Regions from separate parts of the Mus musculus genome. Here region 2 is linked to region 1. A link is a contact called in public promoter capture Hi-C data. All regions are on one chromosome and are shown on one strand. Each heading gives the region's core, a stretch centred on a gene start, on an enhancer-like site or on the middle of the called end of the contact. The rest is flanking DNA. Distances are from core to core; before and after follow the strand shown.

Region 1 (6,091 bases), core at 2,414-4,913:
AAGTACACATACCATACACACATGCTGAATTCCAAACCACTGTTGAGTTAGCTTTTGTCTTACCATGCTTCTCCTTGCTTCAGCAAATGCCGCCTTCTCTTCCTCTATTCTCCTTCGGGCCTCCTCCTCTGCTTTTCGTTTTTCGTCTTCTCTCCTTTGCCTTTCTATTTCCTCAAAACTGAGTTTGAGTTTTCCTGGGCGGTACTCTTTAAAAACTGTTTCTCTATCTTGGTTTTCATCCTCCTCATTTACCTAATAAAGAAACTATACATTACTAAAACTTGAGGCTCTTGGGCACAGGAATGGATTACTGGTAGAAAGGTATGTGGCTAGCAACTAGACAAGAGTATTATTTCAAAGCTCCCAGAATACTTCAGTTCCTTCTGGTGAATATTGCCCAGGTTGGCCTCTAACTCTTGACTGGTTCGGTAGTACAGGCTAGCCTTGAATGTGTGTTCTTCCTTCTTCACCCTCCTAAGTAGCTGAAATTCTAAATCTGTGCGCCTCAAGTGAAATTCACAATCTGACGTGAAAATGTCCTACAGCCATATTATTAAATACACTTTAACTTACACAGAAAGAAAAAACCATGCACTGAGTAATACATTTATATTAACTTAGTATACAATATTAAAAGTTCAAAGCATATTGGATAACATGCCCCAAAGTGAAAACGCAAAAAAATATTTACAAGTGAACTGTAATATACATACAGTTTCAAAACATGCCTTTTAGGACTTGGTGTCAGTGGTAGAGCACCTGTTTAGTATGTACTAGGTCCGATGCATAGTACTATGAAGATAGAACAATGAAATGAGGTAGCCCCATTTAGAGAGACCGCCTTGGATTGGCAGGAAGCATCAGTGGAGCACGTTGCCTCTCGTGAAAGGCAAGGTTAACAGATACTTGCCATGTGCCTTCTCGCCTCCTCAAAGGAACGTCTCTCTTCTTCTAAGCGTCGTCTCGCTTCCTCTTCCGCTTGCTTCTTGCGATTTTCTTGTCTTTGTCGTTCCAGTTCTTCAAAAGTTGATTTCAATTTTCCAGGAAAATGTGATTCTTTTTTGGCCTCTGTTTCATCATCCTATGCAAACAAACTTGTTACCCAAAGGGCAATTGTTAAACTAAACTTTTGATTTATTCTTGTAAAAAAAAATTACCATGACTAATGAAAGACATTTTGCTTCTTTGAGAACTCGGCACTCTTCTTCATATCTCATTTTATCTTCTTCATGGTTGGTTCTCCCATTTCCTTCTTCTCTGTCCAGGTCCTCAGGATCCTTTGTTTTTCCAGGTGTTTTGTATGATTTGGCAGGTACCACTGTTATAAGTAGTGAGTCATCTCCTTCCTATGTGTAAGATACATAATTAGCATCCATATCCTTAATAAAAATGTAGGTGGTAGGGTACTTCACCTCCATAAGTGGTGAATTACATTGCTGTCAAGGCTATAAAGGACAAAACAAAACAAAAAACAAAACAAAAAAAAAAAACCTTATTCTTAAACTCGTTACTATTAACTACATTTTTCTCTAAACTCACTATGCATGAATCAGTTTTACTGAGATCCACTGATGGCAGTTTCAAGGAGCAGTCTATGATTTGAAAGATAGAATTGATTTGCCTGGTTAAGTAACTTACTTTAGACACTCTACATTAATTGCACAAAAGGTGTTGTGCATGTGAGCATACTTCAAACCAATTTGATGGTGGATAGTTTATGGTTAAACAAACAACAAAGTTTACTCCATGATCTGCTTCTCCATCCAAGCTTTTCAGTACTTAATAAAGTAGTGTTTAATGAAAAAAGCCATTGAATATTCACCCAAGTGATGTACTAACACTCACAATATAGATAAAACTGTAAAGCATTTATCCTATTAATGATTAAAACAAATTCTTGGGTTTCTTTGTTGAGACAAGGTCTCTCTATGTAGTTCTGACTATCCTGGAACTTGCTATGTAGACCAGGCTGGCCTTGAACTACAGAGATGCACCTGCCTCTGCCTCCTTAATGCTAGAATTAAAACCCTGCACCACTACACATGGCTAAATGCATTCTCAAAATCGATTTTAATTGGTTTTATTACAAATTTATCGTTATCTCTTAACTTTTTTCAAAAATAAAGATTATAAAGTATAACATATGCCCCTAAATTAAAATTTTTCCAACTTTTGTATCATAATTTTAGGCACACCATCAAATTGGTTGGCTGGATTTTTAACTTTGCTAGTTAACTGGGCTGTTTTTATGGCTGGACATTCCTTCATTGTAGTACACACTCCTCTCTACGCTAGTATGTGAAAACCAGAACATGAGCTCTTAGGGACTGTGAGGAAAGAGGACAAATGGTGGAAAGTAAAATCCCTTTTAAAATGTCAGCTTTCAGCAGCTTTAGATGTTAGTTCAGGAAACGTGTGTCCCTAAAAGACTCGTGGACGCGGTCTTCATGGCCCAGCCGGGCAGGCAGAAGCATACTTTTCTTTGAACTACTTGTAAGAGTCAAAGTATACTCTTGCCTTTGCAAACCATTGACTTTTGTTATTGTGATATTTATACTCAGTAGTGAAGTAAAAGCCTCTACGTGTCTCTGTGAACCAGGTATTCAGTGAATGTTCATTAAAGGAAATGTCTGTTACCTCTGATGCGGACTCGGTTCCCGTATTGTTTATGTCCTCAATCTATTGAATGAGAATTTCATATCGTTACATTACGTTGAATCTCTGCTTGATGCTTTTAAACATACATCTGAAAAGTAATTTATCCATGGCTTGTGGTAAAACTTCAACTTGACTGTGAGCTTACAAGGAATGAATTTTAACTTAGTAGCAATTTAAAGTGAGATATAAAAAGGTGCCCTCCATCCTCTTGCCCCTGAGATAGTAGAAGGAAGATTCATCCCAAGCAATCAAATAGTGGTGACCCTCTTTCTTTTCTTTTTTCTCTTTTCTTTCCTTTTCTCTTCTTTTCTTTCTTTTCTTTTCTTTTCTTTTCTTTTCTTTCTTTCTCTCTTTTCTTTCTTCCTCTCTCTTTCTTTCTTCCTCTCTCTTTCTTTCTTTCTTTCTTTCTTTCTTTCTTTCTTTCTTTCTTTCTTTCTTTTTCTTTCTAATCTTTTATTGAAAGAGTATTTCTCTGTGTAGCCCTGGCTGTCCTAGAACTCTCCTTGTAGACCAGGCTAACCTCAAATTTACAGAGATCTGCCTGCCTCTACCTCTTGAATGCTGGGATTAAAGGCATGTACAACCACACCCAGCCTGTGACCCTATTTCTTATCAAAGATATCCGGCAAGAATGTAACTGATACAATAATAAAGTATGGTAGAAATATCAGGTAGATTTTACAAGGAGGATAGTTCTGGTACTTATAATATGTTCTCATACTGAATTAGGGAAAGGCCATCATTTGAAGCACACTTCTTTGAAGCTGAAGAAACATTGGGTTAGCTTCATGGGCAGGCTGGTACCTGAGCAAAATGCTGAGAGAAGATAGGTGATTCTAACAATGCAGTGTCTGAACTCTCAGGAAAAGGAAACAGAAGCAACAGACAAGTAAGAACTTTTATGAAGTTAAAGTTGGACAGGATAACTTCTGCAAGTCTAAACTCAGCCTCACCTATATGTCAAGCTCCAGGCCAGCCAGGGCTACATCGTGTCACCATGTCTCAAAAATAGAACAGTAAAGTTTAAAGTACAACAGTTCATTACAAAATAAACTGTTTTCTAATGAACAGTCAAGTAATTCAATAAAAAAAGACCCAGGAACTCTGAGAAGCCAGACAGTGAGAATACAGGAAAGAGAAAGAGCTCTTTAAATCTAAGTTTCTTATCTCCTACAGCTTTTCTAGGCCCTGGTCTGTGGGCCTTTAATTTTTTGAAGCTTACATTTCTGTTGCTGTTGCTTTCTTTTACTTTTGTTCACTTTAAACCACCACAAGGCAACAAAAGATACAGTCGTGTGTTTTTTTCAACAAACATGGAAAATGATACATTTATTTGAGGGGTGCTATGCTACTAGTGTAGTCAAGAACAGACGTTCACATTCAGTTATTGCTGACTTTCACAAGTTAACATTACATAACTGTTTCTAAACTTTTTTTTTCTTTATGTAAAGCAAATTTGTTTCTTCCTCAGATTTCTTTCCCTGCCTCTTCTCAAGATCCCATCTCCCACCAAGACCATCTCTGTGTCAAAAGGATGGACTTAATTTTGTCCATCAGGTATCTTCAGAGTTAACCAGATAATTCACCTACAGGGTTTTCCAATGAAATTTTTTTATTCTAATATCTAATATACAAGGTATATTCCTTTTAAAGTCTTTGTAAGATCCTGCAATCTTAGAATTGGCAATTATCTTGGTGATCACTTTAACCTTTCTGAGCTCAGGAACACCTCTCAGCACGGTGGGTTGTATTGGTAAACTGTAAACAAACATTACACCATACTCCATGAAGTCATGTTAAATTTGAGTGGAAAAGGTACTTCTATTTCAGAATTAGACTTTCCATATTTATAAGAAGAAGTTACTATTACTACATTGCTGTGGTACTCTTAATTTCTTAGGGCTAAAATATTATTAGCCAGGGTTCTATGGCACCCTACATACAGCAAGTGTTTGCTGTAAACACACTGACTTTTTTTTTTCATGAATATACGTGTGTGTGTGTGTGTGTGTGTGTGTGTGTGTATGTGTGTTTTTAATTTACTTTTGAACATCCAGTCTTTATTATAGTCAGGCTCACTGAAAGTATAGAAGACTGAAAGATATTTTATATATATACATGGTATACTGTATTAGATGTCACAATTTATATACTTCAGGATTGTTTATAATCTTGATATAACTATAATCTTAACTCCTATATCTACATGCTTAAAATTTTGAGTTAAATATAATATAAACATTTAATAATTCTCATTTTATAATTTGACTTCCTTATAAAGTTTCACTACAAAATGAATGTTCACCTTTAATCACTACAACCTAGAGGCAACCCTGAAGTCCATGGCGTTCTTCAGATAAGGCTATAAAGCAAAGTGTAGGAAATTCTCAGTCTTCTTAAGGTTAATGCAGCATACATCATTCACCAGCAAACAAGGAGCTGCTGTGTCCCAGCAGAGGTTATTTGCAAAATTGAAGTTAATGGATTTTTCGGGCATGCAATAATGCCTTATTTGCATTATCACTTTTCTCTTTAGAAAACAATAAAGATGAATGGAGCATAGCACATCAACTTAAAGGAGTAGAGAGGCTGCTCAGTGGTTAAGACACCTCTGCATCTCTGTGTTCTCAGGACCTGGCTTTGGTTCCTAGCACATACATGATGACTCAGAACTGTCTGTAACTCCAAGCCCAAGGGATTCAATGCTTTCTGACCTCTGTGGACACTGCATGCCCATGGCACACGAGCATATAGGGCAGCACTTAGAAATGCTGCTATTGAAAAGCCATAATTGTGCTTTGTAATTATAATTTATGTGTGAAAATGTCCTAAAGCTTTATAAAACTCTCAAAGATACCAAGAAAAGTTGGGAGTATAGTCAGTTTAAGGAATGTAGAAATAATTAGTAAGATTATACAGAATAAAATATCACTCCTAAGATAGGCCCATTCTGCCCATACTACTGGGCAACGGACGTGAATATTTTCCTTTCAGATAATATTTTTAGGCTAGCCACTATTAATAAGTTTATACTGTACTAAGTATTTTAATTCAGCAACATCCTGATTAGTTCTCGTTTGTTCTGTTAGTTACAGAAATAACCCCCAGTGTAGCATTTAGCACCTACCTGCTCCGCTCTTTTTGCTAATTCGCGCTGTATTTTCCTCTTTTCTAACAGATCCTGCTCAATTCTGCGTTTTCTTTCTTCTTCTGTTCTCTTTCTTTGTTCTTCCTGTCTGTGTTTCTCCATTTCATCGAATTTACCTTTAACTGTCCCTAAACACACACACAAACAAAACAAAAAAAAACCCTTGGATATTTGGTCATGTTTCTTTCTCTTGCAATCTCATTTAGTTCTCAAGGCTCTCACCTGTTAGCTTTGGGACATAAGCCTTTTCTATTTTAGGAGAACTTTCTTCCTCATCATCAGAAG
Region 2 (6,091 bases), core at 2,198-4,697, 190 kb after region 1:
CCACTGTTGCACAGTAAACAGACAGGCCATGCATGAGGATAAGTTATTACTGCTTCCCAGTCATTTTCAGCATCTTTCACTTAGCTTGGCAGGCAGCTGCTTTCAACTCGTCTAGCAGCTGTGGGTTGAGCTCTGAGAAGGAGATTCAGTGTCAGCTCCTCTGGGTCGTCTGAAATGGTTTCTTGCTTTCTGGGATACAGACCCCCAAATAATTGTGCTACGGTCCCAAAACTAACCTTTTCCTTTGAAGCGCATGCGTTAGGTAATATCTGCTCATTTAAAACACTTGCCTTTACTATCTGTCCCTTGAACTCTACGTGCTAGTCCAATTAAATGTTTTTTTTTTCCTGTTTAGTGGGAGAGGGGCCTGTAGAGGTCAGAGGGCAACTTAGAGGTGCTCTTTGTTTTCCTATGGTGTCAGCTTTGGTGGCAAATGCCTTTACCTGCTCAAAATTATCTCTCCAGCCCAATTTAAAAAAACAAAACAAAACAAAAAAACAGGGGAACGAGGGAGTCATGGTTTCAGAGACTGGGTTTCTCTCTGTGTGTGGCCCTGGCTGTCCCGGAACTCACTCTCTAGCCCAAGCTGGCCTTAGACTCAGAGATCTGCCTGCCTCTGCCCCCTGAGTGCTGGGGTTAAAGGTGTGTATGGCACACCTTTACTAAGTATGCAACCAAGTATGTTTAACTCAGGACCCATGGGTGTCATGTGCTCAAGGATAGCTGTGAGTGCATCCCAACATAAAATTGTAAATACTTGAAGATACTGTATCTTAGTGGTTTTTTTCACTCTGGTTTTGTAATTCTTTGACTTCCCCAGCTGAACTGTGTAGATGTTGCCATTGTGTTACAATGTGAAATGATGGGCATGCCTAGAGGATGCCTTCTCATGGACACACTACCTGCTCTGCCTGCTCTGTCTGTCTGAGGCTGGTCCTCCTGTCTGTCTGAGGCTGGTCCTCCTGTCTGTCTGAGGCTGGTCCTCCTGGTTACTGTCCTCTGTCAACCAGGGGGAGCCCCCTTAGCTAAGATCATATTCTCTGAGAATCTTTCTCTTCTCAAGACTGGTCTGACACTGTGCTGTATTGTAGTGAGTGATAACTGCTATCTATAATTGTATGTAATAGACCACAAGCTCTTTGAGAACCATGTCCTTCAGTTTAAGAGAATTTCCAAACCCATAACCACTTTTGAAAATATTAGAAAAATTAGCATACTTCTGGTAATAAAGTCTTTATTTTATTTTTATTTTTTAATTTATTAGGTATTTTCTTCATTTACATTTCCAATGTTATCTCAAAAGTCCCCCATACCTTGCCCCCACTCCCCTACCCCCCCCACTCCCACTTCTTGGCCCTGGCGTTCCCCTGTACTGGGGCATATAAAATTTGCACGACCAATGGGCCTCTCTTTCCAGTGATGTCCGACTAGGCCATCTTCTGCTACATATGCAGCCAGAGACACGAGCTCTGGGGGTGCTGGTTAGTTCCTATTGTTGTTCCACCTATAGGGTTGCAGACTCCTTTAGCTCCTTGGGTACTTTCTCTAGCTCCTCCATTGGGGACCCTGTGTTCCCTCCAGTAGCTGACTGTGAGCATCCATTTCTGTGTTTGCTAGGCCCATATTTTATTTTTTCAGTGTTGAAAATTAACCCTAGGTTTTTATGCGTGCTAGGCAAGAATCTACCACTGAGCTGGATTCTCAGCTGTCAGACTTACGTAAAAACTGTCTTGATTCTAAGTTTTAAAAAAGAAGGTGAGTACGCCGCATAATCATTCACAGTTTATTGAACTCACATGTGGGGAGAAGTATTGCTGGAGTTGTGTATTTAAGAATGGGTTGTCAAGCTAATATTTTTATAATTGAATTGGAGTATAAAAATTGGGAATAAAAAACATACAGAGTTGTGTTTTGAGATAAAGTTTTTATTGTCAAATGTTTATATATGTAATTTTAATGTATTTTTACAGTCTTGAGTTTGGTGTGTAGGCTTTTGAAATAGTACAGAATGGTGTGCATCTGGTTCAGGGCTGAAGGACTTGGAAGAAGAGAACTGGTTTGTCTCTAACACTGGCTCTGAAGGGTGGGTCTCGGGAGTTGGCTGGCCATTCGGTGTATCCAATCAGTGATCCTTCAGTGAAAAACACTGTCTCAGAAAATAAGTTGGAGGGAGATGGAGGGCTGCTGTGGAGCTCTGTCTTCCACATGCATTCAGTCTGCACCCATACCCGATACACACCTTGTTTCTGTTCCATGAGGCCTTGCAGCTGCAATAGCAGACTAGGAGGTACATTACAGTGAGTGTGTCTAGAGCAAGTGAGCTAAACCTCCTGGGGGAGGAGACGAGAGCATTTGATCCAACTCAGATATAATGGACTATCTGCAGAAGACAGTGAGACTTGCCTTTCTCTTTTTTAGAGAAAAGCCGGCTTTTTTGGTTTTGGTTTTGGTTTCTTTTGGCTTTATTCTGTTGTTTTCTTGCTTTTTGCACATTTAGAAAAGCAGTAGGAACAGTTTGAAAGGCCCTTTAAGTTCGGTTCCCACAAGAACCCCAGGTTTAGGGTACAAGCAGCTCTATAATATGAGTAAAAATTCAGATTCAAGGTCTTTGAACTTTTATGAAGCTTATTTAATTGAGTGATTGGCTCCAGGTATGACACTGTGTGCCTGTGCTCCTGCACTTGGGAGTGAGTTCTAGGCCAGGCTGCCTAGATAATAAGACCCTATTTTGAAAGAACACCCCTCCATCCCTGTACATAGTCCCTCCCCTTAGTAAGCAATGAAAATGAAGTTAAGGCAACAGAAGCACACTTTGTTACATTGTTAGTGGCAGGGACTAGAAACCCACTCAGCTATCTTCAGTGTTTGAGTACATATTGCTATTGATAAGGACCCAAGTTCAGTTCCCAGCATCCACTTTGGGTGGTACACAACTGTAATTCTCATTCTGATATCTTTAACCTCATCAGGCACCTGCCCTCAAGTGTACACACACACTTAAAAAACAAAAACAACCACAACAACAACAACAAACCGGAGCTGGAGGGGCTGGAGCAGTAAAGAGCATTGCTGTGTTTGCGGAGGACCCACAGCAGGTGGCTCACAATCACCTGCAAGTCCAGGTCAGGGATTCTTAGCTCTCTTGACGTTTCCATGAGTACCTGGCATGCATGTAGAGTACATACATACTTTTTTTATTAACATGATTTAAGGAGGTTGACTTGTTTTAATTCCTTTGTGTATGATAGTTGAATACCTTAATGAGAATTTAGAATGATATTTCAGTGCAGGTATATAGCATACGTGAGTCAAAAAGGTTAAGTAAAGAGCAGTAGACTTTTGACTAGCCGAGCTCAGGAACTACTGCCCAGTTGTGCCTCGCCTGCCAGTATCGAAGACGGGGTGTGCCTCATTCTCTGTTCTGTCCTTGTTCTTCTCAGTTCCCGCTGTACTGGGGTTCATTTGCTATGCTGCTGCTTTGTATTATGTCTGCTATGGTCCAGTAGCAGTACAGGACCATGAACATTGCCCTGTATCTGTTTACAGTCTGGAGAGTGCTGTAGTCACTGATTAGGTAGCCGATTGGACCCCCTGGGCCAGGTGTCCTGCTGTTTGTAGGGAAGAAAAGAAACAACTAGTGTAATGTGCTAAACTTGTCCTTGGGGGTTGGAGAGATGGCTCAGAAGATAACACACTTGTGTAATAACCAGGAGGATAAAATTGGGATCCCAGAAGTCCACAAGCAAGATCCCCTGTAATCCCAGTGCTTGGAGCTGAGAAGGCATTCCCTAAAGCAAGCTGCCAGCTAGAATAGACAAATCTGCAAGTGAGGTCCTATTTTTATATAAGGTAGGGAGTATTGAAGGAAGACACCTTGAGTCATCTTCTGACCTTCATATGTTTGCATGACTGTACAACATAAAACAACTTCAGGTAATATACCACATATATAAAAATACAATGCCTTTATAGGCCAAGTTCTCCTTTCAAATGCCCCAAAGAATTAAAAAATGTTGTTCAAACAAGAACTTAGATGCAGATGTTCACAGTATAGCACAAGTCATAATAGCCAAAAGGTAGAGACAACCCAGACATCCAGCAGCTGATGACTTATTGTAGTGGAATATTATTTGGCCATAAAGAAGAAGGCGGAGTGGCTAGAGAAATGGCTTAGCAGTTGAGGGCGCTTGCTGCTTTTGCAGACCCAGATTTGACTCCCAGCACCTATATGGCACCTTACAGTGAAGGTGCACAAACATACATGCAAGCAAAACACTCATGTCCCCCCCCCCCATAACCTTTAAAAGCAACTTTAAACATACAAAAAAAAAGGGAAGGAGGAGAGAAAGAGACATAAAGTAGAGGTGCTAGGAATCTGAAAACCGTGAGCAGGCCCAGCAGGTATGGGTGTCAGCTAGAACAGCACATTAATGAGATGAAAGCAGATAGTTGGCGGGGCTGTTGGGGGACCCCGGTCATGATGGGTTAGTGTAAAGTTGTGATGGAGTTGTGTGCTTAATTACCTGGTAAAGGGTAACTCAGTGACACGTGTTACTGTAAAAATGCCTAAATAGTATAGAAGACTGTGGTCATAATGATATATAAAATGTGATCATAATGATATATAAAATAGTATAGAAGACTGTGGTCATGATGATATATAAAATTTGATCATAATGATATATAAAATGTGATCATAATGATATATAAAATAGTATAGAAGACTGTGGTCATGATGATATATAAAATTTGATCATAATGATATATAAAATGTGATCATAATGATATATAAAATAATAGTATAGAAGACTGTGATCATAATAATAAATTGGAGATACTCCCCTGAGAAACACGAAGAGAGAATTATATTTTTCTTGTTTTGTTTGTTGAGTTTTACTCTGCTTATAATGTAAAATGTATAAGACATGTTGGAAACAATACCTCTTATGATGGCAGCACTTAGAGCGAAAATATAGAATCTTATTTTTAACAAAGAAAAGCTAATTATTGACAATTTACCCCCCTTAATTGGGGAAAAATTTAAAGATAGTAGCAGACTGTGTTGAGGTAGGTTTTCTTTTTGTTGTTGTTGTTGTTGGTTTGTTTTGGTTTTTTTTTGTTTTTGTTTTTGTTTTTCCCCCGAGTCAGGGTTTCTCTGTGTAGCCCTGGCTGTCCTGGAACTCACTTTGTAGACCAGGCTGGCCTCAAACTCAGAAATCTGCCTGCCTCTGCCTCCCGAGTGCTGGGATTAAAGGCGTGCGCCACCATGCCCGGCGATAGGTTTTCTATGTATATTGAGATAACCTACCACCATGAGGGCCCCATGAGCTGGCATCCGGCAGTGTTAAAAGCAGCTTAGGTTGTCTTTAGCCAAATCATGTGGTGTACTGGAATACCTGAAATACGGTTTTCTGTTCATTTAAGAAGAGCACCAAAATGGTCTCAGGAATTACAGACTTGTGAGTGTTCTTTGTTGTAAAGGTATTATAATTTTAGTAATAATGTTAAAAAACAAACACTGTGTGTTTACAAGAAAAATGAGTGTTTTGAGGGAGTAAAAACCAATCCGTGACTTCTACAAGGGTAGTGAGGGGACTGTGACCAGTTCCTGAGAGTTTCCACCCTTGGGAGAGCCTTGCTCCTTGAGAAACCTGCAGATTCTTAGGAACTATGTTAGTAGCTTAAGAGGAACTTTTGCAAGCATAGTTTTCAGTTTGCAGATTAATTAGGAATGCACTGCAGAGTTCCCAGGTACCCTGTGCCTCTGCTGAGCATCTTATGTTAGAAAGGGACACTTGTTACAATTTTGATGATACATTGTTAGTAATGTGCATTCTTTCCTAGGAGTTCCTTAAATCTTAGGCCCAATTTTTATTCCCAGATATATGGGGGAATACTCAATAATAGTGTTGGTAATCTCTAAAGCACAAATTTATTTAGCAGAAATTCTTATTCCTCTGTACTGTGAATAAAATCTTTTATGTAACTTGGTAAAAAATTAATTTAGCGTTTTTATTCTCCTATATTTTATAAAATTACATATTTTTCTCACTAGATTAAAATATATCAACTTTATTTCATAATGTTGGTA

The links. Capture Hi-C pulls out chosen DNA fragments and counts their contacts.
Region 2: a contact with region 1 is called in a promoter capture Hi-C map of liver. The contact joins two enhancer-like sites. A contact is called at or near these places in 2 of 484 Hi-C or Micro-C datasets (CD8 T cells and hematopoietic stem and progenitor cells) and 3 of 9 other capture datasets (adipose tissue, embryonic stem cells and liver).

The regions. Positions count from the first base shown.
Region 1 is chr3:152,247,023-152,253,113 of GRCm38.p6, forward strand. It overlaps Nexn (nexilin), which reads right to left. Exons shown (of 14, transcript NM_001357206.1): 4 at 6,029-6,091; 5 at 5,786-5,934; 6 at 2,638-2,679; 7 at 1,158-1,346; 8 at 911-1,081; 9 at 64-252. Among named protein-coding and RNA genes, the nearest start is that of Nexn, 16 kb to the right of the region's middle. Within about 2 kb of position 3,664, at least 3 of the 459 cell types and tissues checked have an H3K27ac peak or open chromatin away from gene starts, as enhancers often do. A contact at or near this core is called in liver, where this site is marked.
Region 2 is chr3:152,434,769-152,440,859 of GRCm38.p6, forward strand. All of the region lies in intron 4 of Zzz3 (zinc finger, ZZ domain containing 3), which reads left to right. Among named protein-coding and RNA genes, the nearest start is that of Zzz3, 42 kb to the left of the region's middle. Within about 2 kb of position 3,448, at least 10 of the 459 cell types and tissues checked have an H3K27ac peak or open chromatin away from gene starts, as enhancers often do. A contact at or near this core is called in liver, where this site is marked.